Regions from separate parts of the Sus scrofa genome. Here region 2 is linked to region 1. Evidence: chromatin contacts called from public Hi-C data. All regions are on one chromosome and are shown on one strand. Each heading gives the region's core, a stretch centred on a gene start, on an enhancer-like site or on the middle of the called end of the contact. The rest is flanking DNA. Distances are from core to core; before and after follow the strand shown.

Region 1 (4,022 bases), core at 437-2,936:
AGTCCTGTTCACGACATGTTTGGTTTGGCCCACAGAGTATTTTATTTAATTGGAACATGTTGCCAATAATTGAAAATCAGGAGATTTCACGTTTTAAAAAAACAGCTTCCCTTGAAACTTTTAAAAAGAAAAATGGAAAGACCTGGCAACAATAGCCTGCATTCCCATAAGGCAGTCAGTCAGCGTGACTGCAGACAAAGCCAGGTTCTCAGATGACAGAAAGGCAGCCTGCGTTGGAGTCTAGAGGGAGGGGTGTCATTAGCCCAGAGCCCAACACACAAAATGCCACTCTCTTGAACTACAGATGTAACAGCCTCACTTTCACACTTTAACATAATTTCATTGCAGTCTTTGCAATAACGAGTGTCAACTGTGTGCCTTTAAAAGTGTAGAAAAGATGCCGCTTTGGAGAGTGAAAGCATCACTGTCCCCAGCCACACCCACTAGGTCTCTAGCTAAGCTTTGGGCAGATAAAACCTTCCCCCACTAGCTACCCTACCACTCAAAGGAGAAATACCTGGCCTTCTGAGCAAATTTACATGCTGCTTAGCTCCAAGGGCATTTGAACTCACCTCCCCTGATATACACATAACCACTTAAAGCCGGTTTTAGGCACTAGGATATCTGCCAGTGATTCGCAGGGGAGAATGCCCATGCTGTATTTGACAGCGACACCTTCTGGTAGTGTCCGGTTTTACAGCTCAGCTCTACCAGACCTTGGAAATACTTCAATAAACCACGTCCTGAATGTTTGGGTTCCTTCCAGGAGTACTTTGTGACCCATTTGAAAGTCTTTTCAAACTATTTTTCATCTTGAGGTGCATAAAATGTCCTTTACAATCCTCATGAGAAACTGTGAAATCAATGGGGCAGGAATTAGAACTCCTGCTGGAGGTGTTCCCGCTGGGGCTCAGCAGGTTAAGAACCTGACATATCATATATGAGGATATGGGTTGGACCCTGGCCTCACTCAGTGGGTTAAGGATTTGGCATTGCCACAAGCTGTGGCATAGGTCACAGGTGTGGCTCAGATCCAGAGTTGCTGTGGCAGTCACAGTTCTGATTCAACCCATAGATTGGGAACTTCCATGTGCCACAGGTGCAGCCGTAAAAAAATAAATAAGTACATACATACATACATAAATACGTAAATAAATGAATTCATGGTTTAAAAAAAAAAAAACTCCTGTCGGACAGAGAGGGGTACATGCACAGAGAGGCACAAGTGACTTGCCTGAAGGATACAGCATGGCCAGGCCTCTTCCGCAAATGGCTCTAGGTTCCAAACCCTGCCGTCTACCTAATCTCTGAGCCTGATATCATGGGAGAAACCACGTCCTTCCCCCAAACAGATGCTGCTGCCTCAGCCAGAGCCCACAAGGCTGAGCATACCCTGAGCAGGGCCAGAGATCCGTGTCTCTTCTGGAAGTTCCCGTCCCCTAAAATGGAAGAAATTCCAGCAGCCCGGGGAAGAGCAGATGGGGCGGGCCACGGACCCAGACGGAAGAGCCCAGAGACCAGAAGAATGTTCCACAGTTCTGAGAGCCTGCCATGGTCCCAGCCACCACGCGAACGCCTTCCAGACCACACTGTTTCAACCCATCTGCTGAGATGTTTTCCCTGGGGGAGTGGAAGTTGCATTTCGTAATGGAAGTCGGGGAGGTGCATGAGATCTAGTTTGCAGAAAAGTGCATCGTGGCTAATATTGCTCAAACATCTGTCACTTGAAGTGAAAAACAAACATCTCCATCTCGAAGCTCCCCCCACCCCCACTTTCCTCTTCAACCCAGAAGTTTGCAGCAGCTCAGGCTTCATGACGAATGGACCCAGGAGATCTGGAAACACTTCTGAGTCCAGATTCCAAGACACTGCCATTTGGCCTTCGCCCTCAGGACAGACACGCCTGGAACCCTCAGGAGCTGGCACTTGAGCCCTCAGAGGGGAAAGTCAGAGAAAGGGCCCCCACCCTCACTGAAGCAGCAGACCTTAGCCATCCCTCTGGCAAACATCCAGGGAGGCTTCCTGGATCTCTCTTGCCCTCTCTTTGGGGTTTTGTTGTGGGTGGGAGGGAGCCAAGCACTATTTTTAGAAATGGTTATTCGGACTGCTCTTCTTCCCCTCCCATTCGCAACCTCTCTGGAATGAGCCTGGAGGGTCCCCTGCTGGGGGCTTATCTGGGAGACGCTGGGCACGTGCCTGGCATGCAGAGCCTCTTTGTGGATGGAGTTGGGCTTGCGCTGGGGGTTGGAATGAGTCTTTCAATCTCAGGTTCTCCAGAAGCAGCACCCATTTGTACCTGTGGTTGGAAATGATGTTCCTCGAAGCTGGTTTTCCTAGCTTGATTCCAGAAGGGATACTAGAGATGAGGTCTCTGGCGGCTAGTGACAGAAACCATTTCCCAGAATTCCCTGGTGATGCAGGGGGTTAAGGGTCTGGTGTTGTCACTGCTGTGACTTGGGTCACTGCTGTGGTGCAGGTTTGATCCCTGGCCCGGGAACTTCCACATGCTGAGGACATGGCCAAAAAAAACAAAAAAACAAAAAAAAAAACAGTGACAGGTCTTGGTTAACTGAACCACAAGAGATGTTCAGACAGTAGCTGAGAACACATGCCTTGGACCTGGCCATTGAGACTCAAATCCGGACTCTGACACCTGCCAGTCATTAAGTCCTTGGACTTTTACTCTACCTCGGAGCCTGTTTCCTCATGGGTAAAATGAGGACAGCGATGATAAGGCATTTACCTGGGTTATGAGGACAATGAGAGGAGCTCATATCAAGGGTTGAAAACAGGAGTTTCTGTCACGGCTCAGTGGGTTAAGAACCTGACATAGCGTCCAAGAGGATGCAGGTTTAATCCCCGGCCTCACTTAGTGGGTTAAGAATCTGGCGTTGCTGCCAGCTTCACCATAGGTCACAGATGTGGCTCAGATGTTGCTGTGGCTGTGGTGTAGGCTGGCGGCTGCAGCTCTAATTTGACCCCTAAGCTGGAAACTTCCATATGCCGCAGGTGCAGCCATAGAGAAAGAAAGAAAAAAGAAAGAAAGGAAAGAAAGAAAGAAAGACAGACAGACAGACTATACCCTGAGCAAGTAAGACAATATATTTTTAAAATATTTTTTTGAGGAGTTCCCGTCGTGGCACAGTGGTTAACGAATCCGACTAGGATCCATGAGGTTGCAGGTTCGATCCTTGGCCTTGCTCAGTGGGTTAACGATCCGGCGTTGCCGTGAGCTGTGGTGTAGGTTGCAGACGCGGCTCGGATTCCGCGTTGCTGTGGCTCTGGCGTAGGCCAGTGGCTACAGCTCTGATTTGACCCCTGGCCTGGGAACCTCCATATGCTGCGGGAGCGGCCCAAGAAATAGCAAAAAGACAAAAAAAAAAAAAAATATATTTTTTTGAAAAGAAAGAAAACAGTGTAGAAATCACTCAATAAATGTCAGCATGGCCCAAGAAATAACAACAACAACAAAAAAGACAAAAAAAAAAAAAAAAAAAAAAAAAAAAAAAGTTGGAGTTCCCGTCGTGGCGCAGTGGTTAACGAATCCGACTAGGAACCATGAGGTTGCGGGTTCGATCCCTGCCCTTGCTCAGTGGGTTAAGGATCTGGCGTTGCCGTGAGCTGTGGTGTAGGTTGCAGACGCGGCTCGGATCCCGCGTTGCTGTGGTTCTGGCGTAGGCCGGTGGCTACAGCTCCGATTCAACCCCTAGCCTGGGAACCTCCATATGCCGCGGGAGCGGCCCAAGAAATAACAACAACAACAAAAAAGACAAAAAAAAAAAAAAAAAAAAAAAAAAAAAAAAAAAAAAAAAAAAAAAAAAAAAAAAAAAAAAAAAAAATAAATGTCAGCAACAACCAGCTTTAGGAGAAGAACTGGTTCACCAGGGCCCAGAGTTTGTCTGAGCTTCTGAGATTTTTGCTGAGGATCAGGCCCGTCCCTGGGGGATCAGCCATGTGGCCACACAGACTCAGGAGCCATTCTCCAGCCAGGGTTGAATGTACTGTCCTTTGCCCGGCCGCCC
Region 2 (4,492 bases), core at 1,963-4,462, 110 kb before region 1:
TCACTGACTTACAGTGTTGTGCCAACTTCTGCTGTACAGCAGTGACCCAGTCATACATATATATACATTCTTTTTCTCATGTCATCTTCCATCATGTTCCATCCCAAGAGGCTGGATGTAGTTCCCTGTTCTGTACTGCAGGACCTCATGGCTTATCCATTCTAAATGCAATAGTTCGCATCTCCTAACCCCAAACCCCTACTCCATCCCCCTCCCTCCCCCTACTCCCCAGGGGACATGCTCTTGATTCATCCTGAGAACTATACAGTAGGGAGTATTATTGCCCCATTTTACAGATGAGGAAACTGAGGTTCTGACAGCAGTTGGCAAAGGTAACTCTCTCTCCCCCTCTTCATGACAGCTCTCCTTCCCTGAGGCCCTGGGAAGGAAAGAGATTAGATCTTGCATCTGCCAGTCCAGTGCCCAGAGGCCTCCGTGTGGGGGAGGGGGTGGGGCAAGACCATCTTGATTCTGGCCCCCAGCTCCTTCCAGGCTCTGGGATGCCCTCCCAGACTCTGCCACCCACACCTATGACTCAACTTTGTGGGGCAGGAGTCTCCATTTCTGCCTCTGTAAAATGGGGATAAGGGAGCACTGAAGGCTGTTGAAAGGAATTTCGATGACTTGCTGGTAGCCAGTGTTGTACGAGCCAGGCCCAGGGGCCTTGGGTGCCATATGAGGTACCAGTATGAGAGTTCCAATCATCAGGGACCCCCATATCCTCCCCCCAGTGGGGCAGGGTATCCCTGTCATGCTCCCCAATGGCCTGCACAACCCCCCAACATTCTTGGTTAAACTCCCTGCTTACCTGCCTGCCTTGACCACACGTCTGTGACATCAGGGCAGAGCCCTGCCTTGCCTCTTGCCCGCACTTCTGAGCAAGCTGAATCCAGACACTTCTCTCCTGGAGCCCTGTCCCCACCCCCACACATGGAAGGGACAAAGCCACAAGCCCAGCTGTCACCCTGACCACCAGCCCCCCAAGACCAGCCATTCTTGAAGTATGGCTTAAGGACCCCTGGGGCTCTGAGACACTTTGGGGTGATCCACAGGTCCTCCATCTCCAGCCCCTTGTCAGTGGGCTGGCTTTCCCTCACTGCCTTCCACCAAGAAGACAAACCTCTGCAGGCTGGTGGTGGCACTCCCTTCTAAAGCCCCGGACACGAAGGAGATATGCACACAAATGTAAAATAAGGCCACTCTCTTTTTTTAAAAGCTACGTTTGCAGCAGGTGGAAGTTCCCTGACCAGGGATGAACACTTGCCACAATAGCAACTCCAGCCACTGCAGTGACAATTCCAGAACTTTAACCCGCTGCGCCACAAGAGAACTCCAACAAGGCCATTCTTGTCATTGTTTTTTTTTTTTTTTGGTTTGGGACAAAATCATAATTTGTCATAAAAACATGTCATTGACATTAACATGTGTGTGTGTGTTATCTTTCTTTTTAAAGGAATTAAGAAATGCACATTTAAAATTTTTTATCAGTTTCAATCTCTAATATCATAAATACTGAGCAATAGAACTCTTATAAACAAAAGCTCTTTAGCTGGGGTCCTTGATAATTTTTAAGTATCACAGGGTCTGGAGGCCAAAAAGCTTGAGAACTGCTCCCTAAACTATGGTCTAACTTTGCTCCTTAAATTAAAATGGCTAACGGTTACATAGCACTTTTTATGTGCCAAGCATCTGTCTAGACATTTTGCATAGATATTTTTACATAGACACATACACAGATATTCATTGACTAGCACAGCAATCCCCTGAGGTGGGTTCTAGTTGCTCTATTTCACAGATGGGGAAACGGGGCAGGAGGAGGGAGGTGCTCTGAGAGAGGAAGTCCCCTGCCTGAGGTTGAGGGGGTGGGGGCGGGGATGGAGGAGACTTGAACCTGGGAGGCTGGAGACTTAACCACTGGTGCGTGCTGCCCCTGGGGAAGCCACATACCCCCACCCCTGCCACCAGGACCACCCAAGCTGGTCCAGAAGAGGCTGAGATTCAGAGTCAAAACCCCAGGGCTCACTGGCTGGATTTCCCACCATCTAAAGCAGAATAGAGCCCTACATGGGGTACCCCAAACCCAGGCCTACTGAGATTACCTGCTCCAAAGGAGGCATGGCCACCCCCCTCCACACTCCCCTCTAGCCACAGTGGCCTTTTCGAAGTTCCTTGTGTACACTGAAGAGCTTCCGCCTCAGGGCCTTTGCACTTGCTGTTCCTTCTAGCAGGCATGCCTTTCCTCCACAGTAGGGGAACTTCATCTCATTCACGCCTAATGCGTCTGCCTTCCCTGGTGTGAAAGAGTAGCAGCACTCATCCCACCCCTATCCCTCTCCACCCCCTTTCCCATTTTTTATTACCTATTACCACATGACTTATATTACCTATGCACTGCTTTAGGTTTTAACGTCTGGGCCATATGAAGAAGCAAGCACAATGACAGGTTCCGATGCTATTGAATGAGCAAAGGATTGGAACAGAAAAGTCATGCCAGGCTTAAGGGGCGGCCACTCCTTTCCTGCCCCAGCCTGGGCTGATCGTGGCTATGCTTGATGGCAAAGGCTCGCCAGATTTTTCGATTTTTCAAAAAAAGCTGCACATCCAGATTTTGATGGAGACCCTCCTGGTTTTTTTTTTTTTTTTTTTTTTTTTTTCTTTTTTTTTAATATGCTAGCGACTTATTCAAATTACCAAAATTAAAAAACAGCTTGGTGAGCTAGACCTTATGTAGATAAACGCAGTCAAGTTTGGCAAAGAGGGCTCCCCTCCCTCTGTAAGGGGAAGTGACATTTGAGCAAGGCTGGAGAGCTTGATAGGCGAAACTTAGGCCAAGTGGGGGGGTGAGGGTGGGGAATAGGAACCTGGGTGAGGGGGCTAGGAGCTGTCCCCATCCTGTGGACGGGCCCACACCCCTCACCCCTCTCTTTGGAAGTACCCCCACCTACCCACCCCTGGTCCCAGCTGGCTGTGATCCATGCGCTTGAAGCATATGCGTGGAGTGTTTTGAGAAAGGAACACACAATACACAGCAAATAAGGCTGCTTCTCCGTCTGGCCCGGACACGGCCCGCACTCCGCCAGATGGTCCCCCATCCGCCTCCCCAGCTGAGGCCCGGGCTTTGTGAGGCTCCAGTAGATCCTCTTCTCCATCCCGCAAGAGGCGCCTGGGAACCTCTCTCTCCCCCGGGCGCCTGGGAGGATTTTTCTTGGCCTGCAGACAGGAAGGCTGATTCAGCTGGGAACCTTCTGGATTTATAACCCCCACCACTTCATCCCCTGGTGACCCGGAGCCCCAGTGTGCTGGCGTTTATTGCTAATTGTTTTCAGACAGATGGCATGGCCCAGAGTCTAATTCCCCGGGCTAGGGGCGGGGATGCTGGGGGAGGAGGCCATGCCCTTGACCGCTTACATTCTTGAAGAAAATGTTCTGGGTTGGAGAGGTGGGGGTGGGGCGATGGGCAGTGACAACGGTGAGGGCTTACAGAAGGGAAGCGGCAGGGCTTTGGGAAGGGAACAGGGGAGCGGGAGACTTTGAAAGGATGGAGTTGGCGCTGGAGTTCAAAAGGCTGATAAAGCTGGGAAGAGAATGGCCCTTCTCCAGGAAGTCCTCCTGGATTGAAGTCTGGGTGGCAGGCAGAATTCCTTTTTTGGAGTTGGATTTAGGGATGGAAGGAAGTAGGGGATTTGTTGGGAGGGTGGAAGACCAGCCCACCACCCAATGAGCAGCTCTTATATTTTAATATGATTGCAATGTAATTCCAGGGCTTATAGATTCATCTCTTTTTTTTTTTCCCCCTCTTTTGGCTGCACCCATGGCTTATGGACGTTCCCAGGCCAAGGACTGACTCGAAGTCACAACTGTGACCTACACCTCATCTGTGGCAATGCCAGAGCCTTAACCCACTGCACCATAGGGGGAACTCCCAGAGTCCTCTTCATTTTACTGGATTCCATGATGCCAGGCGTGAATGAAGATGCCAAATTACAAGTAAGAAAAAGAAGACGGCCCCTGAGAAAGTAAGTGACTAGCCTGAGGCCTCACAGTCAGTCCCTAAAAATTTACCAAGCACCCTCTGTGCACTTGCTGGGGACACAACGCACAGCAGAGGGCAAGACCAACAAACTCCCTGTGTTCACAGTATCTAGGCTTGTGAAAGCAGGCAGACATTAATTCCCAAAGGAGTAAGCTCAAAAATGATAAGGACTAGAAAGAGATAAAATAGGGAGACAGGAAAAGTCAGGGACTTTAGGCCAGGGAGGGCTTCTTGGATGAAGCAACTTAGAACTGAAACTTCAGGATGATGTAGGACCTGGACAAGCCTACACACAGGTGCTCAGCAGCTCAGCATATTCCACATAGACAAAACGTTCCCTGCTCCAGCAATTTCAAGAGCTGACTCTCATTGGGCCATTTCAGGTCAGATGGCCATCCCTGAGCCAATCACTGTGGTCAAGGGAATGCCCTCTAGAGACTGGCCAGCCTTAGGGCCTGC

The links. A called contact is a pair of places that touch in the nucleus more often than the background predicts.
Region 2: a Hi-C map of skeletal muscle shows a contact between it and region 1, with 7 times the contacts expected there. The contact joins two enhancer-like sites. A contact is called at or near these places in 10 of 47 Hi-C or Micro-C datasets (alveolar macrophages, embryonic fibroblasts, fetal liver and 5 more) and 2 of 2 datasets of contacts at active chromatin or transcription factors (alveolar macrophages and skeletal muscle).

Annotation. Positions count from the first base shown.
Region 1 is chr14:28,401,100-28,405,121 of Sscrofa11.1, reverse strand. No RefSeq gene overlaps it. Among named protein-coding and RNA genes, the nearest start is that of SCARB1, 100 kb to the right of the region's middle. Within about 2 kb of position 1,686, at least 26 of the 83 cell types and tissues checked have an H3K27ac peak or open chromatin away from gene starts, as enhancers often do. A contact at or near this core is called in alveolar macrophages, retroperitoneal adipose tissue and skeletal muscle, where this site is marked.
Region 2 is chr14:28,507,956-28,512,447 of Sscrofa11.1, reverse strand. No RefSeq gene overlaps it. Among named protein-coding and RNA genes, the nearest start is that of NCOR2, 130 kb to the left of the region's middle. Within about 2 kb of position 3,212, at least 32 of the 83 cell types and tissues checked have an H3K27ac peak or open chromatin away from gene starts, as enhancers often do. A contact at or near this core is called in alveolar macrophages, retroperitoneal adipose tissue and skeletal muscle, where this site is marked.